2 separate regions of the Mus musculus genome follow, and region 2 is linked to region 1. A link is a contact called in public ChIA-PET data. All regions are on one chromosome and are shown on one strand. Each heading gives the region's core, a stretch centred on a gene start, on an enhancer-like site or on the middle of the called end of the contact. The rest is flanking DNA. Distances are from core to core; before and after follow the strand shown.

Evidence for each region. ChIA-PET counts read pairs in DNA pulled down with a chosen protein or histone mark.
Region 2: an RNA polymerase II ChIA-PET map of effector CD8 T cells shows a contact between it and region 1, with 11 read pairs. The contact joins the promoter of Cd48 here to the promoter of F11r in region 1. A contact is called at or near these places in 2 of 39 promoter capture datasets (hippocampal neurons and pre-B cells) and 1 of 115 datasets of contacts at active chromatin or transcription factors (effector CD8 T cells).

What each region holds. Positions count from the first base shown.
Region 1 is chr1:171,434,061-171,441,069 of GRCm38.p6, forward strand. F11r (F11 receptor) reads left to right here and starts at 3,501. Exons shown (of 10, transcript NM_172647.2): 1 at 3,501-3,641. The coding sequence starts at 3,581. It overlaps Gm26641 (predicted gene, 26641), which reads right to left and starts at 3,262. Exons shown (of 2, transcript NR_151523.1): 1 at 3,182-3,262.
Region 2 is chr1:171,679,358-171,686,366 of GRCm38.p6, forward strand. Cd48 (CD48 antigen) reads left to right here and starts at 2,635. Exons shown (of 4, transcript NM_007649.5): 1 at 2,635-2,809. The coding sequence starts at 2,737.

The sequences.
Region 1 (7,009 bases), core at 2,251-4,750:
GGCAGAGCAGGACACCTGACATCTTCCTCTGCCTCTGTACATTAGTGGGCATGCATACCTGCAACATACAAGCATTCATATAACACACACACACACACAGGGCAAGGGGAGAAACACAGAGAGTGAGACAGATAGATAGAGACAGAGGGAAAGAGGGGGCGGGCACTGGTGACAGGAGATCCTTGGGTCACTGGAAACCCTCAAAGGAGATTAAGGAATTTCTTCTAGGACAGCTTAGTAGTTCTTGGAAGGCTGTCACAGAGGAAGCCTAGATGCACCCAGTGTCTGCATCCTGGCTTGAGATGTGACCGTTTCCTTTTGCATGCATTTCTGCCATGGCAAACTGTCCAATTCAAGGGGTGGTGGTGCTGGAGAACAAAACAAAAACAAGAACACAAAACAAACAACCCTACAAGAATTGAGCTGATGGGCTGGAGAGATGGCTCAGCTGTTAATTTCAGCTTACAGCTTGTGGTCCATACCAGGGACGTCAGGGTGAGAATTCAAGGCAGAAACCTGAAGATAGATTGATGCAGAAGCCATGGAGGAGTGTTGCTTACTGGACTGCCTAGCTTGCTTTCTTATATCATCCAGGCCCATCAGCCCAGGGGTGGCACTGCCTACTGTGAGTCAGTCTGGTGGGGACATTTTCTCAGTTGAGATCCTTTCTTCCCAAAGGCTCTACCTTGTGTCAAGCTGACATACAACTAGCCAGCATACTAGTATATATGCCAATATATCAAAAAAAAAAAATCAAGCAAGGCGTGGTAGCTTATTGCTTGTATATGGGGAGTGCCGAGAGTTCAAGGCTAAGCTAGACCACACAGTGAGAGCTCAGGACACCCTGGAAAATATAGTAAGTCCATACTTCACCCTGTTCCCAAATAAAATAAAAATAATAAATAGACTGGGTCTATAATTCTGTGATGGACTATAAGTCTATTATGAATAAGGCCCTGGGTTCAAATCCTCAGTGCTACCAAAAAATTATATGTATGTATGTGTATATATATATATGTGTGTGTGTGTGTGTGTGTGTGTGTGTGTGTGTGTGTGTGTGTGTAGCAAATTCTGTGGGTCTTCTGGAAGAATGGGGCACAGTCTTTAATCACTGAGCCATCATTCCAGCTCCTAAAACCTTTTTTTCTTCCCTTTTAATGGAAAGGCTATCAGGGAAAAATAATGGTTTAGCATTTTGTGTAATGCCAGAGCACAGTGGTTGGGAACTAAAAAACATTTGTACATATTTATTAGGTATGTAAGAGGAGAGCCGCTAGAACCCAGCCTGTCTCTGAGGCAACTCTCCCATTTTTGCTCTCACATTTTGTTAACAGGGTCAAGCCAGGTTCACATTCCCGGGGTGGAGGACACTCCTACCCTGACCCTCCAAATGTCCGCTTAATTGTCTGGTAAACTGGGAAAAGAATGTAAAACTTGCTGTTATCTTGACTGAGGTGCCTAAGTTGTAAAAATTTATAGCCAAAGCCTGCCAAGCCCTCATTAACTGCATGCAGCTGACCAGCGCCTTTGTTCCTTTTATCACTTTGAGCTCCCGACCAAATGTCCAGGAGGATGAACTGAGAGCCATGGATTCTGGACCCAGTGTCCTAAAGGATGAATTAAAGGCCTTCAAGCCAGGTGTCCTGGAGGAAGCCCAGTCTTCAACAAACACTGTCGTGCATGCTTAACCATTAATGCAAAAATATGCTCGATGACCCTGCAGCTCACCCAGCCCCTCCCTCCTTTTGCAGTTTTACCCTTTAAAAATGCAACACAGCTTCCTTGGGGATGTGGTTCAGACCCCCAACTTGGCCACCTCCTGACCGCTCAGAAAATAAGGCTTCTGTTTTGACGTTTCTGTCTCTGAAGTGAGCCTTCTCAGCTTCCATCCAGAACCCAACAGGTATAGTGAGTGGGTCATACTGTAATCTTGGTATTCAGGGAGGCTGAGACGTCCTAAGTTCAAGGATATTTGGGGCCATATGTGAGTTGCAGAGCAGCCTGGGCTAAAGCAAGATCAGGCCAAACAAATGCCAAAACTGTGTATAAGTCTCAGTTTAGGACTTCAACTTTCTTTGAGGGTGAATAACAAGTTTGCCCTTGGCAGATACCCAAATATTTGTTTCAGTTTAGTAGTACAAAGTTTCTTTCTTGGTTACACACTGTCCTGTTTATTTTAACTGCCAACCTTGAAGTCAGAAATGTTGTTTTAATTTATTTATACTTTCCAGTCTCATCCAGGAGATGCTTGGTAAACTTGCTGATTGTTGTTGCTGTTGGTGGTGGTTTTTTGAGACAGGGTCTCACACTGCATCTCTGGCTGTCCTGGAACTCACAATGTAGATCAGGCTGGTCTTGAACTCACAAAGATCTACCTGCTTCTGCCTCCCCAGTGCCGGGATTAAAAGCATGGGCTACCAAGCCCAGTGTAGCATGCACTCTTAACTGCTAAGTCATCTCTCCAGCCTGTTTTATTTTTGAAATGGGGTCTCTTGTAGCTTAGGCTATTCTCTGATTTGCTACCTTGTCAAGGATAGCCTTAAACTCCTAATCCTGCTGTCCCTGTCTTTTACAGTCCTGGGATTACAAGCATAAACACTAGGTTGGGTTTTTTCCCCCTTTCTATCCTTCTCCTCCTCCCCTCCCACCCCCTTCCCTTCCTCTGAGAAAGGGTCTCATGAATCCCAGGCTGGTCTACGGCTTATTAGATACCTAAGGCTGAGCCCCCAATCTTTCTGTACTTACATACCTCTTGGCATAGCCATTTTTATAGGAAGATCCACAGTTTGAGGCCAGCCTCAGCGACATAGCTAGCCCTGGTCTAGAAAACAAAAGCTAATCCAAATGTAAGGCCCAGCAAAGGAGCTGCTGACATAGATCCTATGTGTATGTATAAAAGACATATTCCCAGTCCTCCCAAGAAGTATGGGTCAGCTTTTATTATCTGGATGCTTCCTGTATCCGTCTATGTAGGTTTCTTTTTGAGAGCAACCCAGTTTGGGATAGTCAAGATGTCTCTCTTGTCTCAACCCTCTCCCTACACCTTCCTATATTAATTTGTGTTTTTCACTTACCAAGGGGGAGGGGACCAAAGATTCTGCACCATCAAGCAATTGAAAAGTAATGGAAGAGAAATCAACCAAGCACATTCCTGCATCTCACAGGCAGTGACCTTACTCACCTTCTCTTTAGAGATGACTATCGAGGGCCTGGCAGTCCGAAAGGCTCTATCTGCATGCCTTGCTGCCCAATTGGGATGCCCTTACCTGCCGAAGAGGAGGCCTTGGTTTCTTTAAGCGACAGTCTCCTGGGCCAACCAGAGGTCTCTAGAGGTGAAAGCCACCAATCGGACTCAAGAAGGAGGAAAGTTCGGGGTTGCACCTGCGTACGGTGAGTCACTCATCGGAGCTCCCTCTCTTTTCACCAATCGGAACGCGGGGAAGCCGGGCGCCGCCCACCGGGCGTGGAGAGAAAGGCGGGCCGGGCTTAACCTGGCTGCTAGAGTCCAGCCCAGGGCAGTGGATCGCGAGGCTGTTCCCATTGGAGTTGCTGTGCCCGTCGCGTCGGGATTGTAACTGTAATGGGCACCGAGGGGAAAGCCGGGAGGAAACTGTTGTTTCTCTTCACGTCTATGATCCTGGGTGAGTTCCTAGAGTTTTTGGAGGATTAGGTGGGTCCGGGGAGAGGCTGGAAGAGGACGATCCCCACGCGCCGACGGGAAGGGAGGAGTCCAGAAACCTGCCTGCCTGCCTCGCCCTGGGAGTCCACTTTTCCGCCCGGGTCTGGTCACTCTCCGTTCCCCTCCCCCACCGGGAGACTGGCTGGCTCCCTTCGCCCAAGCCGGTGATCTGTGACCCTACCTCCCACTCGGTGCCGGGAGTACCCTCTCTGCGGAAGCACCAAAAATAACCCGGGAGGGTCCATGGTTCTGGGTCTCCCCTAACGACCCGAGGACCCTCCCCAAACCCAACTATTTCGCTAGCCGTTCTTCTCCATAGTATACGTCTGGGAAGGTCTATCCTGCCCTTCCGACATTCTCGGAGATCTCAGAGAAACCTTGAGCCTCTCACCCGGACTCCCTTGGCTCAAGTGCCCTAGAAGGAAATGTAATGAGGAGGGGGGTGGGCTGGGTAGGGAAGATTTCTTTTCCTGGCTTTTGTAGAAGGGTTTCTTCCTCTTGTTAAGTAGTAGACCTTCTGGGATTAATGCCGAGGTTCGGCGTCTGAAGAAGAAATGAATTCTCTAAAATTTCTCAGATTCAGAATTCCTTTCTTGACTAGGTAGCAAAGAGTCGTTAATTAAGGTTGTTGACGGAGTAAGGATTCCCTGGGGCAAGAGTAGGTCTATTGGTTGGCTGGATCTCCTTAGAGCCAGAACTCTGCCCTCCCCCTTGCCCGGAATGAGAGTTTTTTTGTTTCTTTGTCGACTCCTTTTCCTGAGAAACAGCCAGGCTCGCATGCTGGGGCATGACTATCTCGAGGTGTGTTTGTATGAGGTTGAGTGTGAGGTAGGTTGGTTTGTTCCCTTGGTCAGTGTGTGTCAGCACCTGTATATTTATCTGTCTCCTTTCCCTGCCGCCACCACCCTTCGGAGCCGAGGACCAAACCCAGGGACTTGGGTGTGCTATGTCTGGTTCCTGAGTGTCACACACTCCTGTTGTTGGAATGTGTTCCGTATGAATCTGTTTCCCTTCACGGTTAGTATTTTAGAGAGGATAAAGGAAATAAACCATTACAGTCAGTATCGCTGTCTTCTAAAGGCAGTTCGTTTTGGTAACCTTTTTGGAGAACAATCATAAGACTAAGTCCCCAAGATGGAGAGATGGGTCCCTTGTTTCTCATTACAACTGTAAAGCTTTGGAGTGGCCTAGACAATAGGTGAGTCTACTTCTCTACATTGTACAGATAAGGAAATTAATCTGTGGAGAGGAAATGACCTTCCCAGTTTTACAAGAGGGTAAGAAGCTGGGGATGGAACCAGAGCCCTCTGACTCCCATTCCTGGAGATCCAGCGTCTCAGGCATGAGGCATAAGAAGGATCTAAACTACTCTTTCAGAATCAGCTCTCTTGTTATTAATGAAATCCCTTCCACTAGAGTCTCTCACTTCACCTTTGAATTCTACTACTGTTTCTCCGTCCCCTCCTCCTTTCTTTGCCCGGCCATCACTTGTTTCATTTCTGTTCATATCTTAGATTGCTAGCCACACCCACATTCCTGTTTTGTGTACTGTTTCCTCTGGATCAAGGACCGTAGTTGTTAGACTTACGTAAAGCCCTGGAGCGACTTCCTTCCAACCCCTTTCCTCCTTCCTTTTCTCTTCCCCTAATTTCCTACGTTAATTCTAGCACTCACCACCAAAGAGAAGGATGGTGACAAGATCATTTTGAGCAGGCAGCGGTGGTTCCAAGGAAGCCTGAGTGAGGTGGGGCATTTATTTGCTTGGCAGGGCAGGGGGCCCTAGGGAAATAACACGTAGGGGGTGGCAGTGGGTGAGAATACACTTCATGGTGTAACTTTGAAATCAAGGTAGACCTGGGGGAAGGGAGTGATTTGGTTAGTGCAAATGAGGATGGAAATGTCAGCCGGGCCACCTCATCAGGAGTTCTTCTTTCTTTTGTCTGTCCTGTGCCCCTAGGCTAGGAGCTCAGTCTTTTCTGCTATAAAACAGAAGTAATACTACAAGTCCTCCGCACGCCATGAGGATCAATGGAGTTAATAGCTACGTTACATATACATGAAGGGATTACTGTCGCACAGCTATTACCCCTTTGGATTTTGTGAGGGTGTAAGAATGCTGTCCTTACAAGACTAGGTCAAAGGACGCAGGAACAGTTCCCAATGGCTTTATTTTATGATTACTGAGTTTTAAGGTGAGGGCTCTTGTGGGGGCATCCGGTGTGAAGGAAGCACAAACAGCTTGCCCCAGTGTCCTTGGCTTCTGAGTTACTCCTCACCGTGGGCTCTGCCGTCAGGGAGGAAAAGAAAGAGCGGGATAGCTAAGTATTGAGCCCAGCCTGCTAAGTGGATGACTGCTCCAGCCTGAGCTACTCAGTGGGCAGGCTACACAGACAGGCTGGGAGAGCTGAGCCTGGAGAGTTGGGACTGGTGACCCACAATGCTGTGTTTCATTCCCTCGAGAACCTGAACTTGGAAAGGGTTCAGCTACATGCAGGGGCCAGTGGCTGGGTCAACTTTTATTGTATCCAGAAGGGAGGGAAGTAAGCCAGGCGTGGAACGCTGACATTTTCTCTGTCCCCTCTTACCTTACACACACACACACACATACACACACACACACACACACACACACACACACACACACACACACACACACACACACACACGAAAACCCATTGGAGTACTGGAGCAGAGTCCCTCCCCCTCAAACTGTGGATTGGTAAGTCCTGCTGCTGTTTCCTCCTGAGGAAATGATCATTCTCTTGAAGCTAGATGCTAGTGGGTGGCCACCCCTAGGAGGAGAAAATGCTGGGCAGGACTCCAGCAGGCTAGACTTGGCTCAGGAAGGCTTTCAGCGGTGATATTTCTTTGTGACCTGGGCTTGTCAAGGACCCCAGCCTTGTTCTCCTTTGGGCAGAGCTGCCGTGGTTCCAAAAATTGCTTATTCCAAACACGTTGGTTGACTGGGTTTGAGGCTCAGGATCTATCAAAGGGTGGAGTAGCTCACTCCCACTCAGTTCTTGCCCCTACAGCTTTATCTGGCTGAGTTTCTTATGTATATTTTTCTATTGTTTTGTTATGCAGATGTACAATGAGACTTACATTGTGCGATAGATTATTAGATTACAGCTTGATTGTTAATATAGCCTGGAGATTTTTCTTGTCCTCCTCTTCTTCCTTCTCCTCCTCCTCTTCCTCTTCCTCCTTCTTGTTTTTGTTGTTGTTCTTTTGAGTCTCTGTGTAGCTTTAGCTGGCCTGAAATGTGCTGGGTGGACCAGGCTAGTAGCCTCGAACTCATAGAACTCGGACTGTGGGTGGTCGTCCCTCCCA
Region 2 (7,009 bases), core at 1,385-3,884, 240 kb after region 1:
TTGCCTTCTACTACTTCTTTGTCAACTTCCACACACACAATGTCAGAATTAGGAACTTCGAACATTGGTTCTAGTAACAGCTTTTCCATTATAGACCGAAGACCTCGTGCACCTGTTTTTCTTTCCAGGGCCATTCTCGCTATGGCTTTCAGAGCACTCTCAGTAACATTCAGCTCACACTTATCCATGCTGAACAAGGCCTGATGCTGAGGGATAACAGCATTCCGTGGCTCGGTCAGTATTTGTACAAGTGTCTTCTCATCTAGGCTGTGCAAAGGAACCACCACAGGAGCCATCCTTGTTTGCACCGTCTTTTGAGGCAAAGTATGCTGGTGTTTCTGAAAAGGTCCTAAGAGAAGCTCTGCGCAGAACCTGAGCGTCCAAGGTCCCCAGGCTTCCTAACATTGGCACATGAATGCGCCCACACGAAATACCTCTCTGCGCGGAGGTGAGCGAGGTGGTGAGAAGCCGGGCGGCCACAGCGCTGCAGGTACAAGCGCCGCAACTGGACATCTCCGCGGGGTCTAGGCCAGGGCTTCGCACCCTGAGGATGGAGGGGGCTCAGCGAGCCCATCGTGCCGTGTGAGGAGGGTTCCGCTGACTGGCTCTGCTCCCTTCCGCCGGTTCTATGCTGGCGCAGCGTTTTCCCCACCAGGCAGCCAGCAAGGCCACTCCTTCTAATAGTGCCAAGCCTTATAGGCCAAAAATTCTCACACCCGAGTCTGTGTGGGTCATTTGTATTCAAGCCACCACAGCCACATAATCATTTTAATTAAAAATCTTTTCACAATGCCAGGATGGAGCTTGTACTGCTTCCTTGAGAGCTGAGCTTTCTATGAAGTGATGTGAACGAGAGTTCAAGGAAGCCAGAAGAAAGAGATGCAGGGGAGGTGACTCTGAATCTCTAGAGGGGGCAAACCGCGAGGGTATCTAGTTGAGGAGTAGCGAAGAGGACAAAGGCACTCCAGGCAGAGAGCAAAGCAAGGAGGCAAGAGAGAAAAAAAATGATTGCAGCCCAGGCAGGACTCAGTTAGAACTCTGTCCAGACTTCTAGTCTTGGATTCCTCGTGGACGGTAGAATATGTACACATGATGGACCTGGCATGTGCTGATGGAACGAGTGGGCCAAATGACAACAAATGCCAAGTAACCTATTAGTTCATTAGCCTCCTACTTCATTGTCTACCTCCATTGGGATCTCTTGCAAACCATACATAGGAGAAAGGGGACGATTTCAAACCTTCATTAGCTATGCTCTTCCATTCTGCCTTAGATTCTTAGGCTAGCCAAAAAACGACAGATCTTCTCAGGGAACTTGAGAATCAACTCTAGGGTGTGAGACACATTGGATCAGAGACCATCTCTGCCTTTGCCTTTCTGCCTCTGCCTCAAGTGCTGGCATGAAAGGGGTGCACCACCACCACGCCCATGTTGAGAACTGTATTTTTTTTTTAGGTTTATTTATTTTTATGTGTATGGCTGTTTTGTATGCATGTACATATGTATGTCATGTGCATTCCTACTCTCCGTGAGAAGAGGTAAGAAGAGGGTGGCAGATCCCCTGGAACTACAGTTACACATGGTTCTGAGCCTCCATATAGATACTGGGAATCAATCAAACCTGGGTGACCTCCAAGAACAAGTGTTGTTAACTACCAAGACACGTCTACAGCCTGAGCACCGTGCTGTATGTTTGGAAGTGCTGCAGCTGGTTCTCCACACCTGCTCTTTGCGTATTTTTGCAACCCTGTCCTCTTTCTCCTGCTTCTAGGAAGACTCTGCTAAGATGGGTGGGGAGTTGGTTTTTGAGATACTATGGGGCTGGACCACGCCTATTTCCGCATCCTGCTGGTCCTCTCATTTTGCCCTACCTCCTCTTCTCAGTTCCTTTTTAATGTGTAATCTAAAACTGTCTCTGCCTAAATCCACCATAAAACCTTGCTCATTTGCTCCTGCCGTATCTTCTCTTCTAGTTCAAAGCTTTGCTGTCTGCCATGCTGGGCAGAGAAAACAGCAGGCACAGTGCAGAAAGGCATAAGAAAAGGGCCGGAGGCTGGCCAGACCTGATTTCTAGAAGATTCTGGTGAGACTCATAATCTTAACATCTTTCTGCATGTGGAGAATAAATGGGAAAGTTCACCATAACTGACACATGACTTAGGCAAACCTGACTCTGAGTTTCAATAAGGTACAAGAATTGATACCTGCTGTAGCTATCTCATAGACCTCTCGTGTGATCAGGAGCATAAGACATGATTCCCAATGTCAGGTAGTGAGTTGACTTGGTGTCTCCTCCTGTAGAAGCAGGCTGCATGCGGAACAGGGCAGAGGGCCATGTGAACGGACAGATGGGCGTTGCTGGAGGTGGCTGGAGATAGTCAACTCCCCTCTGCGACGCTGGTGGTCTCTGCCCAGTCACAGCCTCTCCTTACTCCCCACAGGCAACAGCAGATTCGGCCTCAGTGCTCAAAGTGCACTGCTGAAAAATCCATTCTTTTAAGCCAAGCTATTTTTCTTGTTGATCTCTAGTGGGTAGGAGAATTTGAAATCTCATTCCATGTGGTGTGATGGTAGTGGTCTGCTTTCCTGTTGTGTATGGTAATTCGTGAAATAGAGAAAAAACAGAAAAACCTCATACGACTTCCGGTTTTGGGTTTTGCTTCCTGATTGAAGGGCAGGCGCCCTGACTTCTCTTACAGTTGTCTCCAGTGTTCTGGGGAAGCTTCTCTAAGTATTATGTGCTTCATAAAACAGGGATGGTGTCTGGTCCTGGAACTGCTACTGCTGCCCTTGGGAACTGGATTTCAAGGTAGCTTCCTCCAAGTGTCCGGCTGTGCACTGAAGGCATGGCCAGCTGGGAAAGGGGAGGTGGGATGTAGCTCAACCCTGGAAATGAGCATGCTCCTGGGCTGGGTGCTACCATGCTCGCAGCGGGACTGGGGGGAAGGCTGGGACGTGTTCCTCAGCTCTGGAAAACGAGGCCCCATCTCTTTTCCCAGGAGGACAAGAGAAACGGGACCTGGGGAGGTGGGGAAGTAGGACCCTTGTACTACATATACCTCATGCCTGGTGCTCTGTGAAGGAATTTTTAGTAAGAGGAAGCTCTCTGCTAAAAGGAGCTCCGTTTTTTTTTAATATATTTTTTATTACGTATTTTCCTCAAATACATTTCCAATGCTATCCCAAAAGTCCCCCATACCCTCCCCCCCACTTCCCTACCCACCCATTCCCATTTTTTTGGCCCTGGTGTTCCCCTGTACTGGGGCATATAAAGTTTGCAAGTCCAATGGGCCTCTCTTTCCAGTGATGGCCGACTAGGCCATCTTTTGATACATATGCAGCTAGAGTCAAGAGCTCAGGGGTACTGGTTAGTTCATAATGTTGTTCCACCTATAGGGTTGCAGATGCCTTTAGCTCCTTGGGTACTTTCTCTAGCTCCTCCATTGGGGGTCCTATGATCCATCCAATAGCTGACTGTGAGTATCCACTTCTGTGTTTGCTAGGCCCCGGCATAGACTCACAAGAGACAGCTCTATCTGGGTCCTTTCAGCAAAATCTTGCTAGTGTGTGCAATGGTGTCAGCATTTGGAAGCTGATTATGGGATGGATCCCGGGATATGGCAGTCTCTAGATGGTCCATCCTTTCGTCACAGCTCCAAACATTGTCTCTGTAACTCCTTCCATGGGTGTTTTGTTCCCAATTCTAAGAAGGGGCAAAGTGTCCACACTTTGTTCTTCGTTCTTCTTGAGTTTCATGTGTTTAGCAAATTGTATCTTATATCTTGGGTATCCTAAGTTTCTGGGCTAATATCCACTTATCAGTGAGTACATATTGTGTGAGTTCCTTTGTGATTGAGTTACCTCACTCAGGATGATGCCCTCCAGGTCCATCCATTTGGCTAGGAATTTCATAAATTCATTCTTTTTAATAGCTGAGTAGTACTCCATTGTGTAAATGTGCCACATTTTCTGTATCCATTCCTCTGTTGAGGGACATCTGGGTTCTTTCTAGCTTCTGGCTATTATAAATAAGGCTTCTATGAACACATGCCCTTCTTACCAGTTGGAACATCTTCTGGATATATGCCCAGGAGAGGTATTGCTGGATTCTCTGGTAGTACTATGTCCAATTTTCTGAGGAATCACCAGACTGATTTCCAGAGTGGTTGTACAAGCTTGCAATCCCACCAACAATGGAGGAGTGTTCCTCTTTCTCCACATCCTCGCCAGCATCTGTAGTCACCTGAATTTTTGATCTTAGCCATTCTGACTGGTGTGAGGTGGAATTTCAGGGTTGTTTTGATTTGCATTTCCCTGATGATTAAGGATGTTGAACATTTTTTCAGGTGCATCTCAGCCATTCGGTATTCCTCAGGTGAGAATTCTTTGTTTGGCTCTGAGCCCCATTTTTTTAATGGGGTTATTTGATTTTCTGGAGTCCATTTTCTTGAGTTCTTTATATATATTGGATATTAGTCCCCTATCTGATTTAGGATAGGTAAAGATCCTTTCCCAATCTGTTGGTGGTCTTTTTGTCTTATTGATGGTGTCTTTTGCCTTGCAGAAGCTTTGCAACTTTCTGAGGTCCCACTTATCGATTCTTGATCTTATAGCACAAGCCATTGCTGTTCTATTCAGGAATTTTCCCCCTGTACCCATATCTTCGAGGCTTTTCCCTACTTTCTCCTCTATAAGTTTCAGTGTCTCTGGTTTTATGTGAAGTTCCTTAATCCACTTAGATTTGACCTTAGTACAAGGAGATAGGAATGGATCAATTCACATTCTTTTACATGATAACCGCCAGTTGTGCCAGCACCATTTGTTGAAAATGCTGTCTTTTTTCCATGGTTTTAGCTCCCTTGTCAAAGATCAAGTGACCATAGGTGTGTGGGTTCATCTCAGGGTCTATAAATGGTTTTTAATAAACTTTATTAATCCTAATACAACTCTGTCAGCCCCGTAATACTTCAGAGCCCTATGGACTTAATCAGCTCTAGTGCAATACGGGGGTTGGGGGGGGAGGGAATTACCCCTAGTCTAACTATCTGTATGTTAGACTGTCAACTTCCACAGCTATGCTCTCCAGATACTTGCTGTTGTGTCATCCCAGGTTATTTCTTCTCCAACAGCCTGTCCCCAGAGTCCATTTCGCTCTGACATGTGTTCCTGCTCCATCATATCTAATGGAAACCTCCTGTTCCCTCCTCCTCCTTCTTCCTTATAGAAGGGGCCACTGAAAATGGCATTATACTGGGTATGAGAAGAACTGTGTTTTATCTGGACTCCATGCTGTAGGGTGTTTTTTTGTTTTGTTTGAAACAGGGTTTCTCTGTGTAGTCCTGCTGTCCTGGATTCTCTTTGTAGGCCAGGGTGGCCTCGAACTCAGAGATCGAACTGCCTCTGCCTACTGAGTGCTGGGATTAAAGAGATGTGCCAGCATGCTCAGCCTGTAGGGCTTTTTCATGACTTAGTTTCCTCCACTCAAAAATGGCCATGATGTCTTACTTTCCCTGTCTCCGAGGAACTTCTAGTCAGATTCAATGAAATTTCAAATGTCAAGAAGCTCTGGGGACACACGAAGCATGAGGCAGATGCGAGTGGGGGATACTCATACATGAACTTTCAGGCCCCAACCTCTTACCTCCACCCCAGATCTGAATTTCTGTTCTTCTTCTTCTTCTTTTTTTTCAAGCATCTACTCTAGACTTTCCAGATGCACGCATTCAAACTTTGACTCATCAGGGTTTTTTCGTTCTGACTTTTTATTTCTGTCTAACGAGTGCCCCCAGAGCCAGTGCTGAAAATAATAGCTACAGCTAATCTCACTCATGATCAGAGGTGGTTGTCGATAGGTACTGTTCATTCACGGTTCCTCTGCTACTTGCAGAGAGATCACGGTGGAGCCCAGAGTCACCTGCAGGCATTTTGAACCGCATGGCCAGTGTCTGGACTGTAATGTATCTGGCAGTCAGTTAAGATGGACCAGCCACTACTGCCTGTTAGTTCTCACCTAGCTTTGCAAGTTGAACTTCAGCATTCTGTTTACTGAAGCAGCCACGAATGCTCATCCTTCTTCCAGAGGAGGGGACATTATTGTTACTGTTCTTTTGAGACAGGGTCTTCTGTAACCCAGCTGACCTCACATTTGCTGTGTAACCAAGAACAACCTTGAACTCCTGGTCTTACTGCCTCTGCTCCCCAACTGCTGGGATCACTGACTTGGATCACCTCAAGGGAAAGGGAGCAGAAACCCCAGTAGATAATACTGAAGGGAGGGGTAAAATTTCCCATAGCCAAGCATGGTGGTGCACACCATTAATCCCCCCACTCAGGTGGCTCTTTGGGAGTTCAAGGCCAGGTTGGTCCACATGACAAGTTCCACACTAGCTAGATAATAGGAAGGTTCTGTCTTCAACAAACAAAAAACAAAATAAAAACAAAAGCCCATGTCCCATAGTTTCTCTCCTACCCAACTTTTCTGTTCTTTCATTGTTGTCTGCCCCAATTAATAGCACATCCATTTGTTCAGTTTCTCAAGCCAGAATTCTAGTATCCCCAGTTCCCTTCTTTCCCTTGTCTCGAACAACCAGACGTGTGCAAGTCTATCAACATCCATTGTCTCTCATTCTGGACGAAATGGTAGCACTCACCAGTCCTAACTGCTCTTTTTGGACCATTCTCTGTACCTAGCTGATTTTGAATACTGCCATTGGGTTAAGCTTTCTAAAATAGTTACCTTTATTTCACTTAAAAAAAAAGTGAACCTTCTCAATAGCTGCTATGGCAAATGAGAGGGCTGAAATTTTGAGCACAAAGGTCACTCATCATCTTGCAGTCCCCTCCTGCCGGTATCCAGACTGTGCTCATTGCATTTAAATGGATCTTGCCTCTGTTGTCTTTGAATGCTGGATGCTAGTATTAGATTATTAGATCATTAGAGTTAAAAGAACTGTCCTCAATCCAGCTCCACCTTCTCATGGTAGCCTCTATGGAGGACGAGGAAGGAGGA